Regions from separate parts of the Sus scrofa genome. Here region 1 is linked to region 2. The links are chromatin contacts, called in public HiChIP or PLAC-seq maps. All regions are on one chromosome and are shown on one strand. The core of a region is the stretch at or near the end of the contact, and the rest is flanking DNA. Distances in the headings are between cores, read along the strand shown.

Evidence for each region. HiChIP or PLAC-seq counts read pairs in DNA pulled down with a chosen protein or histone mark.
Region 1: a contact with region 2 is called in an H3K27ac HiChIP or PLAC-seq map of skeletal muscle. The contact joins the enhancer-like site here to the promoter of SMAD3 in region 2. A contact is called at or near these places in 1 of 5 promoter capture datasets (liver), 12 of 47 Hi-C or Micro-C datasets (embryonic fibroblasts, heart right ventricle, liver and 4 more) and 2 of 2 datasets of contacts at active chromatin or transcription factors (alveolar macrophages and skeletal muscle).

Annotation. Positions count from the first base shown.
Region 1 is chr1:165,117,537-165,124,772 of Sscrofa11.1, reverse strand. It overlaps SMAD3 (SMAD family member 3), which reads right to left. Exons shown (of 9, transcript NM_214137.1): 9 at 3,851-4,901. The coding sequence ends at 4,778. It overlaps AAGAB (alpha- and gamma-adaptin-binding protein p34), which reads left to right. Exons shown (of 9, transcript XM_005659865.3): 9 at 1-1,767. Among named protein-coding and RNA genes, the nearest start is that of AAGAB, 72 kb to the left of the region's middle. Within about 2 kb of position 5,707, at least 24 of the 83 cell types and tissues checked have an H3K27ac peak or open chromatin away from gene starts, as enhancers often do. A contact at or near this core is called in liver, omental adipose tissue, retroperitoneal adipose tissue and 1 more, where this site is marked.
Region 2 is chr1:164,994,493-165,001,682 of Sscrofa11.1, reverse strand. SMAD3 (SMAD family member 3) reads right to left here and starts at 3,226. Exons shown (of 9, transcript NM_214137.1): 1 at 2,839-3,226. The coding sequence starts at 3,044.

The DNA of each region.
Region 1 (7,236 bases), core at 4,458-6,957, 120 kb before region 2:
ATGCCAAGTAACAGTGGGGAGCCAGCACCACTGGGGCTTATGCAGCCCTGAGATGGGGGCAAGCAAGGGAGGCGCACCACCTGGGGGGCATCAGACCCGGAGGCTCCTGCTGTCAATGAGGGACTGGCTGGCACCACGTGTTGCTCCTGGTGAGTACACAGGGGCAGCAGGGGCATGGCAGGAGGTGGCCAGGCACTTCCTTGGTCAGAGTGCATGTGGGCTTGGAGGCCCTTTTCTCTGAAGCTCCTGGGGCCCTTTAAAGTCTCCCTCTCCACCCAGGCATGGCAGCAAGAATGAGAGCGAGCTTCCGGCCCAGCAACTTTTCAATGAAAAGTTTATTAGAAGGGCACTTAACAGGGGGTAGAGAAGGAGAGAGGACACAGTTCTTTAACAATGGGTACAATGCTTAAACAGGTGCTCTGCTCTTAAGATACAAAAAGTTAGAAAAGTCTAAAACACTATAAATACATACATGCTTTTTACAAAGGTATTAAAAGGTCAGGCTGGCTGAGAAGGGCAGGCCATCAGCATCCTCCACGCTCCTTCCCCACCCAAACGCACACCCAGCCAGGAGTCCCGCACAGAACAGCCTCGTGGCAACAGCAGCAGTGAGTAAGTGGAGGTTCTTGGAGGAAGGTGGCTCCGTCCCTGGGTACAGTTCTCACCCCTAGGAAGGGACAGGGGCTTGGTTCAGAGGACCCCTGCGGGAGCACCTGTATTTGACCCAGAGCTGCCTGTGTTCACACGCTGCCGCACAGTAAGCCGGCCTGGGTTGGTGGTTCCAGAGGCCGAGCCACTGTCCCCGCCACCAGCGTTCAGAACTGGCTGTGCCCCAGCTCTTCCCAGCCACTGTCCTTGGGAGGGAGGAGAGACTTCCAACTGTCTTCAAAAAATTAAATAGTTATCTGTCTCCAATGTTTTTTAAGAAATTATTACATAAATATAAAAACACCAGAATGCTCGAGGGTACATTACTTCAGCATAAAACAAAATTACAGAATCACTTGAGAGCGCTTCTCAATCCAGTTTACACTCTAGGCGAGCTTTTTCTATGTGATAGCTGTATTTTTTCGGAAAGTTTGCCTGAATACCGAGGCGTTTCCCTGCTCTTCCAGCCAAGATGCCTCATCTTCATGACTGCTGTGTACCCTCTTGGGCACAGTTCTCTGATTTCCCACCCACTTGAGGAGTGGCTGGTGCTCCTGAAGGACGATTATTAGAAGGGGTTCTGGAAGGGAACATCTACGCCACACCAAGAAAAACAGTTCAACTTAGCGAAGTTGAGGTTTTCCTCCAGCAAAGTGGGGATGTGTGGATTTTGGGAACGCACCCAACACTGCCATTTAAAGTCACACAGTAAGACACAGGGTCCAGAACTAAACTCGTGCCCTCACTTGCTACCGGTAACCCCTTGGTTACTGGTCCCGTGAGCAGTCTGCAGATCCCTGTCCCTCCCTTCTTGTAAGAGCTACAAAAAAAGGCCAAATATGAGCTCTGGCCCTGCAGCGACCCTCTTGGAGCCTCAGAAATGGCAGCTTGGGGCTAAGGATGAAATCCTCGCTCTGCCTTCTCCCCAAGCCACCCACATACATGCACAACATGCACACATTACTTCAAGGAAACCTTTTTCTGCGGTTTGAGTAAAAGCATTGAGCCCTGGAATATGTCCAAACTCTAGGAAGCCAGAGGGAGATGGATGAAAACAAACTAAGCACAAGATGTGTGCTACAGCTCATTCCAATACATTAACAATGATTTAAAAAAAAATAATCACCACGGTCAATAAAAAAATACAGCATGGACAACATAAGGACAATGGAAAAGTCTGCCAGCAGCCTTGCCCTCATGTGTCTTCTTCCTAAGAGAAGAGTCAAAGTCCCCGCTCCTGACTCGGGGCTTGTCTCAAAATGTCAGGTCTTCTGCAGCCTGCCAGGAAGGTGGCCAGGGGAGTGATGTGCCAGCACAGGCCTGGAACCCGAGCCACTGGGCCGGCTACCTCCTTGCACTGGAAGGCTCTAAGCACTAAAGTTGGGAGTGGGGAGGGAGTGGGAGGAGAGGGAAGGGAATAGAAGCCGGCTCCCAGGAGGTGCTGAGGCCAGGATCTAGGCCCCCCGCCACAGCTCCTCTCAGGTCAGTGTCAGCACAAGCCACACAGTGAAGGTGGCCTGGCAGGGAGCCCAAGGCTGGGGAACAAGGCACAAAGTACAGCCTGGACACCTGCACTGCAAATGCTCTCCAACAGCCACTGTCACCCCCCGAGAACTGCCCTGATTGCCTCTTGCCCTTTCAACTGTCCTTTAAGTTTTTTAATGTATAAGCGCCTTCATGCAATAGGATTTTAAAACTACTTTTATGACTTGAAGGACACTAATATTACACGACTCAAAGCCGCTTACGAAGCCTCTACGATGGGAATGAAGCCGGGTCCTAACTGCTAGGTACAACCAAACTCCTTTTCAGTGGTGCTAAAAGTAGGTTTCCTCACTTTTTTCTCACGCATCCTGCTCCAGCAGTCTAGCCTAGAAAGAAAAAGGGACACCTAAGTAGCTTTTGGAAAAACACAGAACTAAAAGTCCGTGCCTTCTGAGAGGAGCTTTGAGCACTAAGGATTCTACAACACCATCCAAATGCAGCCAGGTGTGACCACTGGATCATCCAAATCGGGCTGTACCTGAAGCCAGTTTCCACGTACCTGGGGGACAGCTGGGCACCATAGGAAGCCCTCGGGATCACGTGGCAGGTGTAGAACATGGACCCTCAAAGACTGCTGCCCCTGGCGTTTAGAGGGGGCACCATAGTGGCTCCGGCCCAGGCCAAAATGAGATAGTAATTCATACCATGAGTCCCCAGACCTGACCAGGAGCAGGAACATACATCCAGGAGGTTCAGATGATTTCCTGTGTCTGTAAGAAGCAGTCCACGATCATTTCACACCAGGCACGAACTTCAGACCTGCAGTGTCCAGCTCTTTCAAGTGGAATGAGGGGTTATGAGTTGTCTCTGGGCTCTGTGTCAACAGCCCTGCTCGAAGACCAGCCCAGGCCTGGCAAAAGGCCCCTTCTGTCTCTTGCTGTGTCCTCCAGAGGCTTGGCGAGCAGCTCTCCTACCTGGAAACCTCAAGGCTAGAGCATCACAGACCTAGGATCCTGCAAGTGAGGCAGGAACCACCCCCCAACATCTCCACATAGCTTCAGAAATGTCATCACAGTTGAGGTTTATACCTGCCAAAAGTAGATGCTTTCTTCCCTTCACCTGGAATAAGACAAGACTTCCATAGGAAATCCCTTAATGTTTCCTGGTAGAAATCCATGCAAAAATATGGGATAAGTCATTTCATACAAAAACAGCAGCAAAGAATAAAGTACCAATGGCAAGTGGCAATTTCGTCTGCTGTATTCTGCAACAGGCCAGAAAAAGAGGGCTCTTTTTTTTTTCCAGTTGAAATAATTTATAATAGTTTTCTCACTAATTGCCACTGGGAGCAGTACTTATTACACCATATAACTGCTAGAGTTGTCACTGATGAGCTTCTACTGTGAGCTAGATAATCTCCCATCCCAGGGGAAAGATGGCAGACCTCTTTGCACCAAGCCTGCAATATTCAAAGGTGTAAAAAAAAAAAAAAAATTTTAATAGCCCTTTCATCTGCCTATGTTGGCCTGAGATCTCTCCCTCCTGGTGAATTTGCTTCTGTTAATTTCAGCTTCCCAAAGTGCTGGCAGGTGTCTTCTCAACAAAACCTGGAAAAGCTTCACTTTGGGAGAGAAACTGCTGGGTCCCACTCTTGTGTCCCAGTCAATGTGCCAATCCAGATTTTTTTTAAATATAAAACAAACGTTTAAAAGAACATATGATCAAGTTCATTTAATTAATGCAACTGACTACATCAACCAATATAGCTGAGCATGTGAGAATGTGGAGTGAACTCTTACAGGTGACCAGAGATCTGGGTACCAGCGTGCTGCCTCAGCCCCAGCACCATCATAGATGACTGCCTCTTCCTTCATGGAAACACTTGACGTAATTCAAATCTCTCATATGAGGCTGATGATACAAACTCTGGTACATATGCACTGAGCCTCAACAGAGCTTTCCAACTGCTGAAAGTGAAGACAAATTTAAGAGTGTTTTTAAACCGGTGTCCCACCAGCTTTTCCCACCATCTCTCTGCACATTGTGACCACACTCGCTTGCTCACTGTAATCAGTACGCTCTGAGATGGATAGAGACAGACAAGCCCCCTCCCTGCCCCAAGTCAGTCCAGGCCCCAGGTTACAGGGTCTGCTGCTGCAGCTGGGGTTCAGGAATGCTCAGTGGGGGAAGAGGGCTGGACCTGAGGTGTGCTCACACCCCTGCGGGCTTCTCCCAGCCTAGAGCACCCAAGGCCCATTCCACATTCCGGTCCTGATCAGAAGGCCATTTCCCATTGGACAGTGACATCCCAGTTTCTGTCCTTAAAAAAGGGGGGGGGGAGGCAGGGGGAGGTGGCAGGTGGTGAGATACCACCTGTTTGCTCAAGCCGCCAGAGCAGAAGCCATTTCTTGCCCTTCAAGCTGGGGCCAAAGGGAAGATGTGTTCAGCAGACACAGCTGTTCATAGAAATCCATCTCCGGGTTTGCTTTTGTGTTTTGGAAAACAGGCTGGTGCCACTTTGGTTGAGGGAGAAAAATGTCTTCTTCCTTGACCACAGTGAGTAGAGTTCTGATTTCTCCACCTCCTCCACAGCCATCTTCCCCGAGCCCGCCCTCCCCACCCTCCCCCTTCACACCCAATGTCTCTAAGACACACTGGAACAGCGGATGCTTGGGGAGCCCATCTGGGTGAGGACCTTGTCAAGCCACTGCAATGGCCCATTCAGGTGCAGCTCAATCCAGCAGGGGGTGCTGGTCACAGTCTGTCTCCTGCAAGACATAGGGAGAGGGGTGGGTTGGGAGACTTTAAGAATGTCTAGAAGCCCACACATACAAGTCAGAACCCCTTTTCCTGCTTTGGGACCATCTTCTTCCCAGAGCCAGGGATATGGCCTGTCATGCTGGACCCTGCCCTGGAGGAGGTGCCAGTAACTTGCTGAAACTGCCAGGCCAGACTCTGCCAAACAGGAAGGGCCCCGAGTAGATCGGGGAAGGAGGTGGCCCTTAAAGAGAAACACATAAGGCAAATTCCAGGGTGTCCCAGAGGCCCACCGGTTGCTGTGATGGGCCCCCAGTGGAGAAGCTCCAGCCCAAGCAAAGGTCTCCCTGGCCCCCCTGTCCTGAGCAGACACCTACAGCTCCCTGCCTTCAGCCCCAGCAGGCCACGATGACGTGCGTCTGTCTGATCGAGGGGTGTTTTTTACAAAGCGCCGACAGAGTCCACATGCCGTCGGTCCCCGATGTGCTGATATAATTCCCATCTATGGCCTTATTTTGGAAAATCTTACGAGCAGAGCAAGCCATGGAACAATTACTGGAAAAAACTGAGGCACACCACACGTTTCTTTTCCCCAAAGCACTTTGTCTAAATTCGGGCTGGTTGATGACGCAGCTCGCAGGCGAGCTCCCAAAGGCCTCCTGAGCAAAGGCTATCTGCTGAGGCCGGAGGCGCTGGTGCCAGCTGGAGGTGAGAGGCCTGGGCCCTGGGCCCTGCTTTTGGCCACCTCACAGGAAGGGATGAAACCTTACTCTCCTTGGCCCAGGAGGCAGAAGGAAGGCGAGACTGTTCTGGGAAGGGGCCGCACAGCCAGTTAGGCTGCTCCACCGTGCTGCCAGGTGGCAGTGACGTGGGCTGCACAGCACTGGGTGTGCTGGCCGTATGTCCTGTGTGGTGACACAGTGCCCCCAGGGAAAGGCTTCTGCCAGCAAGGGGCCACTTCTCAAGCACTTGAAGCTGGAGCACTGTGGTGCTGCACCCAGGTCAAGAACCACAGGCCTGAGGGCAGCAGCATCCTTGCTTGGCCACGCTTCGCCCAAGTGGAAGGTTAGCAATGGGCTTCTGGGCTCAGCCCTGCGGTGCCTGCCTGACCTGGGTGCCCAAGTGTGGCCCTCCGGACTGCAGTCTGAGTGGTAAAGAGCACCTGGGCCTCCCTCCCTCTGGCTCTTTTCCCTTGATTCCATCTTTAAGTATCTCCTTTCCCCAGCTTCAAAACAAGACTAATTTTCTAACCTTTCAATTCTTGTTGCCTACATGATTACAGCCAAGGCTAAAGGGTCCCTCAGGTTGGGCCTTTGGGCCTGGGCTCAGCTCAGGCCATATAACTGGGCTGTAAGTTCTCCTGAGGGCTGACCAGTGGGAACGTTGCGCTGGTCATTCATCCCAGATCTCAGACCCCAGAGACCAAGGTGCCACGTCCCCCAGCACTGCGGGGCTGACACAGGGAACAGCAGCTGAAATACGGTAAATGAAAGAGGAGAATTTTATGGACCGAAATCCTCTAATGAGAATCTGACTTTCCATAAGTCATGCTCATCTGGATTTCATTATAAACGGTGGCCCAGAGCCAATATTGAAATGGGTTTGGCTCGGGTGCAGAATGACTGCAAAACAAAATGGATTCCAAACATCTGGAAAAATGAAGCGAAGGGGAGAGTAACTTGCAAGGCCCTGGCTCCAGCTGACGTGTGGGTACCTCTGTGTCTGCCACAGAGCAGGGGGCTGGGCCCACAGACCTGCCCCTTGGGAGACTCCTGTCCAGGTGTGGGGAGAAAAGGAATAGGATTCTTGAAGCCCACCCCAGAACAGTCTGAGAAACTCGAGAGCAGACCAGGGAGACCCCTAACCAGTGCCATGTTGAAACCACTGTCTGAAATTATGAAAAAAAAAAAAAATCATTTCTGAGCAAGTAAGATATCTTCCTGTAGGACTATCAAATCTCCTCGTCCCCTCCCTGCTTCTCAGTTTTAATATCCTAGGTCCTGAGGGTCGCTCCGGTCAGAGATGGAGCCACAGAGGAGGGAAGGAACTCCAGGATGAAGACCCAACTTCCCGGGGAGGGTCATTGTACAAGCAGCTGCCCAAAGCCAACTAGGAGAAAGACACCAAGGGGGCACAGTTCTAGGCTCAGTTTTTCTACAAATGATGTGACTTCAGGCAAGTGGCTTGCCCTCCCTGGACCTTGGTTCCCTCATCTGTACGAAGGGGACCATGCCCATGTCCCTGCCCAAGGTTGTAGTGAGGCTGAAATGGGACTGTGTGCATCCAGCGCCTGAGAAAGTCAAGTGCTAGGCGAGCACTGCTCAGCCCTTCCTCACCCAGTGGGGC
Region 2 (7,190 bases), core at 1,977-4,476:
GTTAGAGACGGGGCAAGAGACACAAGTGTGCAGTCTGGGAGGCCCGAGTTAACAGCTCTAATTGCCAAACCGTGCTGTTGCTGCTCATGATTACATATTAGCCAAAATACGCTTGTCAAAATCTCCTTAGACTGAAGGCTCCTTAAACCCCAAGGTCCAGATCTTGCAGAATACTTTTAAGAACCCAGGGCCCCACCTCCCACACACAGTAGGATAACTAGGTTAAACACTTCCCTTTGTCAACTTTCCAAAGCCCTAGTCATAAAAGTCAGCGGGGAGAGAGCAGACAATTTGACAAGCAACACCACAATCTATGGGGCTCAGAAACACACCGATGTCCCTGGGGTGAGGCCAGCTAGCCACCTCCCCAAGATGTGGCCTTTAGTTTGTAGCCCACGACCAAAACAGCAGCAGCAGTTGCCAAGGGAGACAAGGTGACCCAGCGGCGTGGGCACAAAAACCAGGGATGGAAATCCACTTTGTCTGGATCCACCCAAGCGACTGGGTTTCCCTAATTGAAAAAGATGGAAAAAAAAAAAAATCTGCCTCAGCACTAGGTCCTTGCCAGACAGGTAGAAGACGGCCCAGTCCTAAGAGAATCATGAGAAGGCCAAGTTAACCTGAACTCTCAGAAACACCTGAAGTGTCCAATACCTCGGGCTGCAGAGGACTTTGAAAGAGGAAAAGACAGACCACAGCTGTGCTTCCCCAGAGGGCAAACTCCTACTAAGGCAAGGGAGAACAAGGCCTCTCCTCCAGGCTGTCACTAGCCCAGAGGCCGACACTGGCAATGTTACCAACAAAGATCCTAGGGGCCCATCCCTCTGGCTAACACAGCTTTAGCGGTCAGCAAAGAATGTATTCCAAAGCTTCAAAGTGCAGAGCAGCCTGGCCTAGCAGAAGGAGCACATTTGGTCAGAATCCCGTTACTACACCAAGCTTTTTCACCTCTCGCCTCCAAAGTTTTCTCAACTTTAAAAACAAGATAAATCTTAGGCCTAATTGCCTTATCTATTTTCCAGGAGTTTCTTTTTCTTGCTCTCATAAAACCACGTGAAAGACCTTGGTAAACTGTAAAACGCTTTACACAGCTGCTCATTTTATAATTGATACTTTTTTTTTTTCCTGTTTCAAGGCATAAAGCCCTTGCCCTCAAGGCACCGAGACAGGTAAGAAGGCAGGTTTTGCAAACCCCTCCCCAGGCGGGAGAAGTATGACATCTGTTCGCCCTACTCCTTGACCCTCATCCAAAGGAATAAAGAAGAATTAAGCACCAGGGCTGGGACCAGGACCTAGGGCTCACTGACCATCACATCACACCACCTCCTCTGAAGTCAATTCTGGCTCCTGATCACACGCCCAGAACACACTTCCCAGACAGCACATTGCCTTCCCTCCCGCTTTATTGACTGGATCCACCCAGTTTTGAAAAAAAAAATTATTATTTTTCAAGTCAGCACTCCCACCATATGCAGCATTTATTTCCAGGGGAGGCCTGCCCTGGGTTCCCGTGGACAGATGTTGCTTTGTGCCTGCCTGACACGGCTGGCAGCCTTTATACAGCTGCCCCAAGCAGGTGGCCAAGGACGGAGTTCACTCCTGGCCCCAGCAGCAAGGATGGCAATTTCTGTGGGGTGCAGGCCCTGGGGACCCTCCACTCAATCCTCTGCAGCCCAGGACCCAAAGGACATCTCCCCCACCCCACCCCACCCTGCCCCCCCACACACACACTTTCTCTCTCTCTCTCTCTCTCTCTCACACACACACACACACACACACACACACACACACACACACTCCCTTGGAGCAGAATCGGACTTCTAAAGGGGGCTGGCTGAGAGGGAAAGACAGGAGACTATGGTGCCCCCACACCCCAATTCCCAGCCAGGCGCAGCGAAGCTAAAAGAAGGCCCTGGGGAGTGGAGAGAAGTCACTGACCCCTTCTATCAGCCATCTGTGAGCTCCCGCCTGACCTAGCTAGCGCAAAGTGGAGGATAAAGGAGGTCCAGACAGATGGCACAGCGCTTTGGGAAGGAAGGCTCTGTAGGAATGCGAGGGCCGAGGCGAGGCCCCCCTTTGGGGTGCGTTTTGTTATCTCCTCAGTTCTCAGCCCCCCGCGTTTTGCAGCCACTCGCAATCTATGGCTGAAAGGTGGGCCAAAAAACAGTCGGGGGAGAAGACCCTACCCTCTGCCACTTATCTCTCTCATTTGAAAGTCAGACCACCCCACTGCAAGTAAAGTGCGTGTGTGTGCGGAGGGGGCGGGAGACTGGCACAACCGAATCTAAAAATACTCGATAAAAATGCTAATCCCGAAGGCAAAGAGAGAACGAAGAAGGAATCTGTCAATCACGAGGCTCCCGCTCCTCACCCACAGCCCCAGCTGTACGGACTGCATTCCTGCCGAGGAGGAAAGAAGTGGGGGGACAGGGATGAAGAAAAGAAAGGGAGAGACACCACCACCTCCACGAGCGCGGGCCGCGGGGGCGGGAGGCGGCGGCGGAGGAGGGGCTCCGGCCCGCGGAGCTGAACAAAGCGGGCCTCAAGTTCTAGCCCGCAGCTCCCCCGGGGTGGGGGCCGCCGATTCCAGCAGCACCCGCTTTCCCGGAGGTGAAAAGCGAATACGAGGTCTGGGAGCGCGAATGCCGTGTGGAAGCCTCAGGCTCTGAATCTCTGCAAATCCAGAGAAGGTTTTGTTTGGGGTCCCCCGCTTTCCTGTCTGTGTTCCCACCGCCCCCCCCCTACACACACACGGGCACCCAGGCCACCCCTCCGTTCCAACCCCCCGCCACGCCAGGGGGCTGGGCGGGCGCGCCCCAGGGTCCCTCGGGCCCCCACCTGGGGATGGTGATGCACTTGGTGTTGACGTTCTGCGTGGTGATGGCCTTCTCCAGTTCGTCCAGCTGCCCCGTCTTCTTGAGCTTCTTGACCAAACTCTTGACCGCCTTCTCGCACCACTTCTCCTCCTGCCCGTTCTGCTCACCCTTCTTCCAGCCCAGCAGGCGTTTCACGATCGGGGGCGTGAAGGGCAGGATGGACGACATGGCTGGGGAGGGCGCGCGGGCGGCGAGGGGCGCCCCCGGCGGGGCTGGGCGCGGCGGAACGCCGGGGGCGCAGCGGGGAGCTCGGCCGGGCTGGCCGCGGCCGCCCAAACTTCGCCTCAACTCTCGGCGAACTTGCCGGTGCTCCCGGCCGGGCCGCGGCGCTGCAGCCTGCGGGGCTCGGCGTGCGGCCCTGTGCCCCGGGCGGCTCCCTCGGTGAGGAGAAGAGCGGCGGGGAGAAGGGCGGGCGGCAGCGGCACGGGATCGGGAAGGCCCCGGACGCGGGGCGGAGGCGGCGGCCGCGGGGCTCCGAGTGGCAGAAGAAAGTTTGGGTTTCCGCACGGGGTGGCTGTTTGGGTGCCGCCTCCAGGAAGGAAAGTCCAACCCTCAGCCAAACTTTGCTCGCCTCGCTCGCTTTGATGCGCAGATCCCTCCGCCTCGGCAGCCTCGCCTCCCTGCTGCCCTCCTCCTTCCCGGCTCTCTCGCTCGCTCGCTGGGCCGGCCCGGGGCGTGCGCCGCGCTCCCGCTCCCGCTCCCGCCCGCTCCCAGTCTGTGTTTCATGCAAATCCGCGTGCAGCCTCCTTTCCAAGCGCTGTCACCGCCCCCTTGCCGCCGGGGCTCCCCGCCTCCTCCCCCGCGCCCCGCCGCCTCCTCCCGCGGGCGCCCTGCCCGCCCCCCGCCTCCGGGAGGGCGCCGGGCCGTCCCCCGCCCGGCGCGGAGCACGCCCACGTGGGCGACCGGGGGCTGCGGCGGACCTGGCTGGAGCTCGCAAGACCCCGCGCGGCCCTGACCTGAATCCGGCGGGCGCCGGGAGGAAGTCGTGGGAAAGGAGCGGCGAGAGGGGCCCCGGACGGGAGGGCCGGGCTCGGGCCGTGGCGTCCGCTCTCGGAACCCACACTAAGAAAGTTCAGTTGGCGTGGCGGGCCCGAGAGGGTTAGGCTCGCACGAACGCACGACGTCTGGCCGCAGGCTGGCCGTGCATCCCTGGGAGGACCCGGGTCCGAGAGAGGGCGTGCGCAAAGCTGAGGCCCAGGAAGGCTGGCAGCGCACTGGTATGCGGGCACGCGAATCCCGGTTAGGGACCTTGGTGGCGCCGGTGACTCTAGGGCTCCTTTAATTCTAGCACCGGTGAGATCTTACCGGTTTAGAGCCCCGAGACCGTGCGAAGGAGGGATTAGGAAGGGGCTCGCTCTCAGAAGTGGAGATTCGGGGACCCTAGTGACTCCCTGTATAATAACTGGAGCCAGGGGGTCCCAGGGGCCTTGGGAAACAAGTGCCCAGCAGAAAACGGGCCTCAAAGGTATCCGTTGAGTTCAGGACGGGGCGCTTCAGAATTTATCTTTGGAGGAAAAGTTTCATTACAGGGTATTTGGAATCTTATGATGAGCAAAGAGCCGAAATTCAACACCCTATAAATAGAAGGCAAGAGCTTTGTTTTCAAAGCTGTGAACTTGCAAAAAAGTGGGGCAAGAGGGCAGTACCGGGGAACCTTATGTATTCCAAATTAGCTCTGGTGGGAAGCAAAGAAATACCAAGATATTGGGGGCCCTCTGGGGCTTCTCTCCCCAGAAGCACAATTCAAGGGCATCTGCCCCCAGACCCCTCCTGCAGCTGCTTTCAGGAGTTACCCCAGGACCCCAGGGCCTTTCTCCTGCTGCCCCTCCCCTACCAGGCCTCTAGCCTTTGTTTGTTTTTAACAGCAGGAAACTCCTGTGGTGAGAAAGAAGTTATCTGCAAACTCTGGCGGGTGGGGAGTCACAAAGCTCTGTGAGGTGTGGCCTAATCCACAAAATCAGCCCAGAAGCGCAGGGACCCCTGCAAGTAGGAGTGACTGCCCTCCTACCAGCCTGTCCGCACTGGGGCTGAGCACTAACTGGGCTCCTTGTCTTCCTCTCTTCTAACTCCCCGCCTGCTGGGACCTTAAGGGGGAATCCCTGAACCCCAACCCGGGCTTAATGACCTGATTCCCCTTCCTGGCCCATCCCCAAGCTAACTGGCAGCCAGCGTCATCTCATTTCACTCCCTTCCTCCCAGCCCTCCTCAGACCAGAGCAGGGAGGAAGGCAATCAACATTTATTGATGGCTTTCTTCCTTCCAGGTAGCCCAAGTGCTTTCCTCTGATTTTGTCTTCACAGTGGCTCTGGAGGTAAATGTCCCCCAGCCTCCCATTTACAAATGAAGCACCTGAGGTTGGAGGTTATAACATGTACTCGAGATTCCCAGGGCAGAATTGGGATTGGGACCCAGTGACTTGTGAGGCCTCGGTCCACATTCTTGCCACTGCACCCAGCCAGCTGCCTTACAGAGCTGGGAGGGTGAAGGTGACATCACAGATGGAGCTCTTTGCAACACAAAAGTTCTTTACACAGGTGCACTATTGTGATACTACAAGAAATGTTTGTTCACCTGTAAAATGGGGCTAGAAGTAGCTTTCCTCTCAACCTCCTAGGGTGGTTGTGGGGATCCAATGGGAAAAGCTTTGCAAACATCAAGTGCTGTAAAGAAATAGAAACACGCCTTGGGGGAGTTCCCACTGTGGTGCAACGGGATCAGTGAGTGGTGTCTCTGAGTGCTGGGATGCAGGTTCAATCCCTGGTCCAGCACAGTGCCTCGCAACTGAAGCTTGGATCTGATCCCTGGCCCAGGAACTCCGTATGAAGAGTAAAGAGCCAAGCAGAATGGAAGGCAGCATTCGGTTAGACTTATGTCTATGGAGCACCTCCACTGCTGGGAATCCAATGAAAGAACTTAGGTCCCTAACCTAAGGAGCTCCCTAGCTGTGTGCCTGCAAAAGGGCCCTTGCCATCATCCCAGTAAAACATTCCTTTTAACCTGAAGATCAAATCAGGCAGGTCCAACTGTTGAGAGGCAGTCAGATCCAGTCAAAGGACCTCCGGCTTCATCATGACTGACCTGGCTTTCGATCTTAGCTCTCCCTCTCCCTTCACCACACTGAGCATCTGTTCTCTTCAGCTGTAAGAATGGAGCACACAATTCTTATTACGAACCTAGAAAGAGCGCTAACGCTGTTCTCCATCCGTGGAAGCCCTTCATTTTATCAGGCAGATGCCAGGTGTGGTGAAGGGCAGTTTGCACTCTGGAGGTCAGGAGCCTAAGAGAGATCGAGGATTGAATGCACTGGGCGGGCCTGTCATGATCCTAAGCCTCTGAATCATGGCACAGGAAGGGCCCCTTGTCTTCCTGAGGGGAGGCAGTAACTAGTCAGCAGCTAGTTAGCATGGCTGAACCATGCTGTCCTGCACTGCCTTCATATGCTGGCACCCACGGGACAGGGACAGCTGTACATGCAGAAAAACACCACCAGACCCACGTGTGAGTCCAACAAGTGCCACTTCCGGGCCAGTTCTTTCTCCTCTGGCCTCCTCAGTTCCTCCACTAGAAGAGTTGGGGAAGTCAGCTCAATTACACAAAGCAGTGAGGAGGGCTGAGGCTTGGATTCTTTGGGGGCCAAGAGGACCCTACATGCTCCTTTGACCTCGGTCGGTGAGCAGGTGGGTGGCTCTGGATGGTAGGAACTCTGATCTGGTGCCTGGTCTGCTGGGGCCCAGCCTGGCCAGCTTCTGCAGAGGTTGTCCTTGGACGGGAAACATTAGCTGGGTTAATTTTTTATCACAGCGAGTGCAAAGTTCAAGAGAGGTGGGATGGGGCCGGAGGCGGTAACTCCATTTCACTGGGAATAGTCCTATGGGGAGGAGCCTCGCAAGAGGATTTGCCAGAAGGTTTTCATGGCTTTGGAGCGGCTGGCAGGTGGAATGCTGGAAAGAAACAAACACCTGTCTTCAGTTCTGGTGATTTTTCCATTTGCCAAAAGGGTGTTCATCACTAAGAGGTGAATCTAGAAAGAGCAATAAAATTGGTCTGTCTTCATCTTACCCAGACATAAAGTGACACCTGGTGAAGAGAGGGGATTTTCAACCCGGAGATAAGTCAGGATCTAGTCAGGACTAGACTTTTCCTCAGAGGGCCCTCACCTGAGAGAGCACTTCTGTCTTCAGTCAGAACTCTTTCTTGGCTCTTTGTAGCATCTTACACATGTGAGCTCTCCTGTGGCACCAGAGAGACCTGAAGTAAAATGTCCAGTCCCCCATTTTCAGCTGTAAGACTTTGGGCAAGTCGCTTAACTCTGTG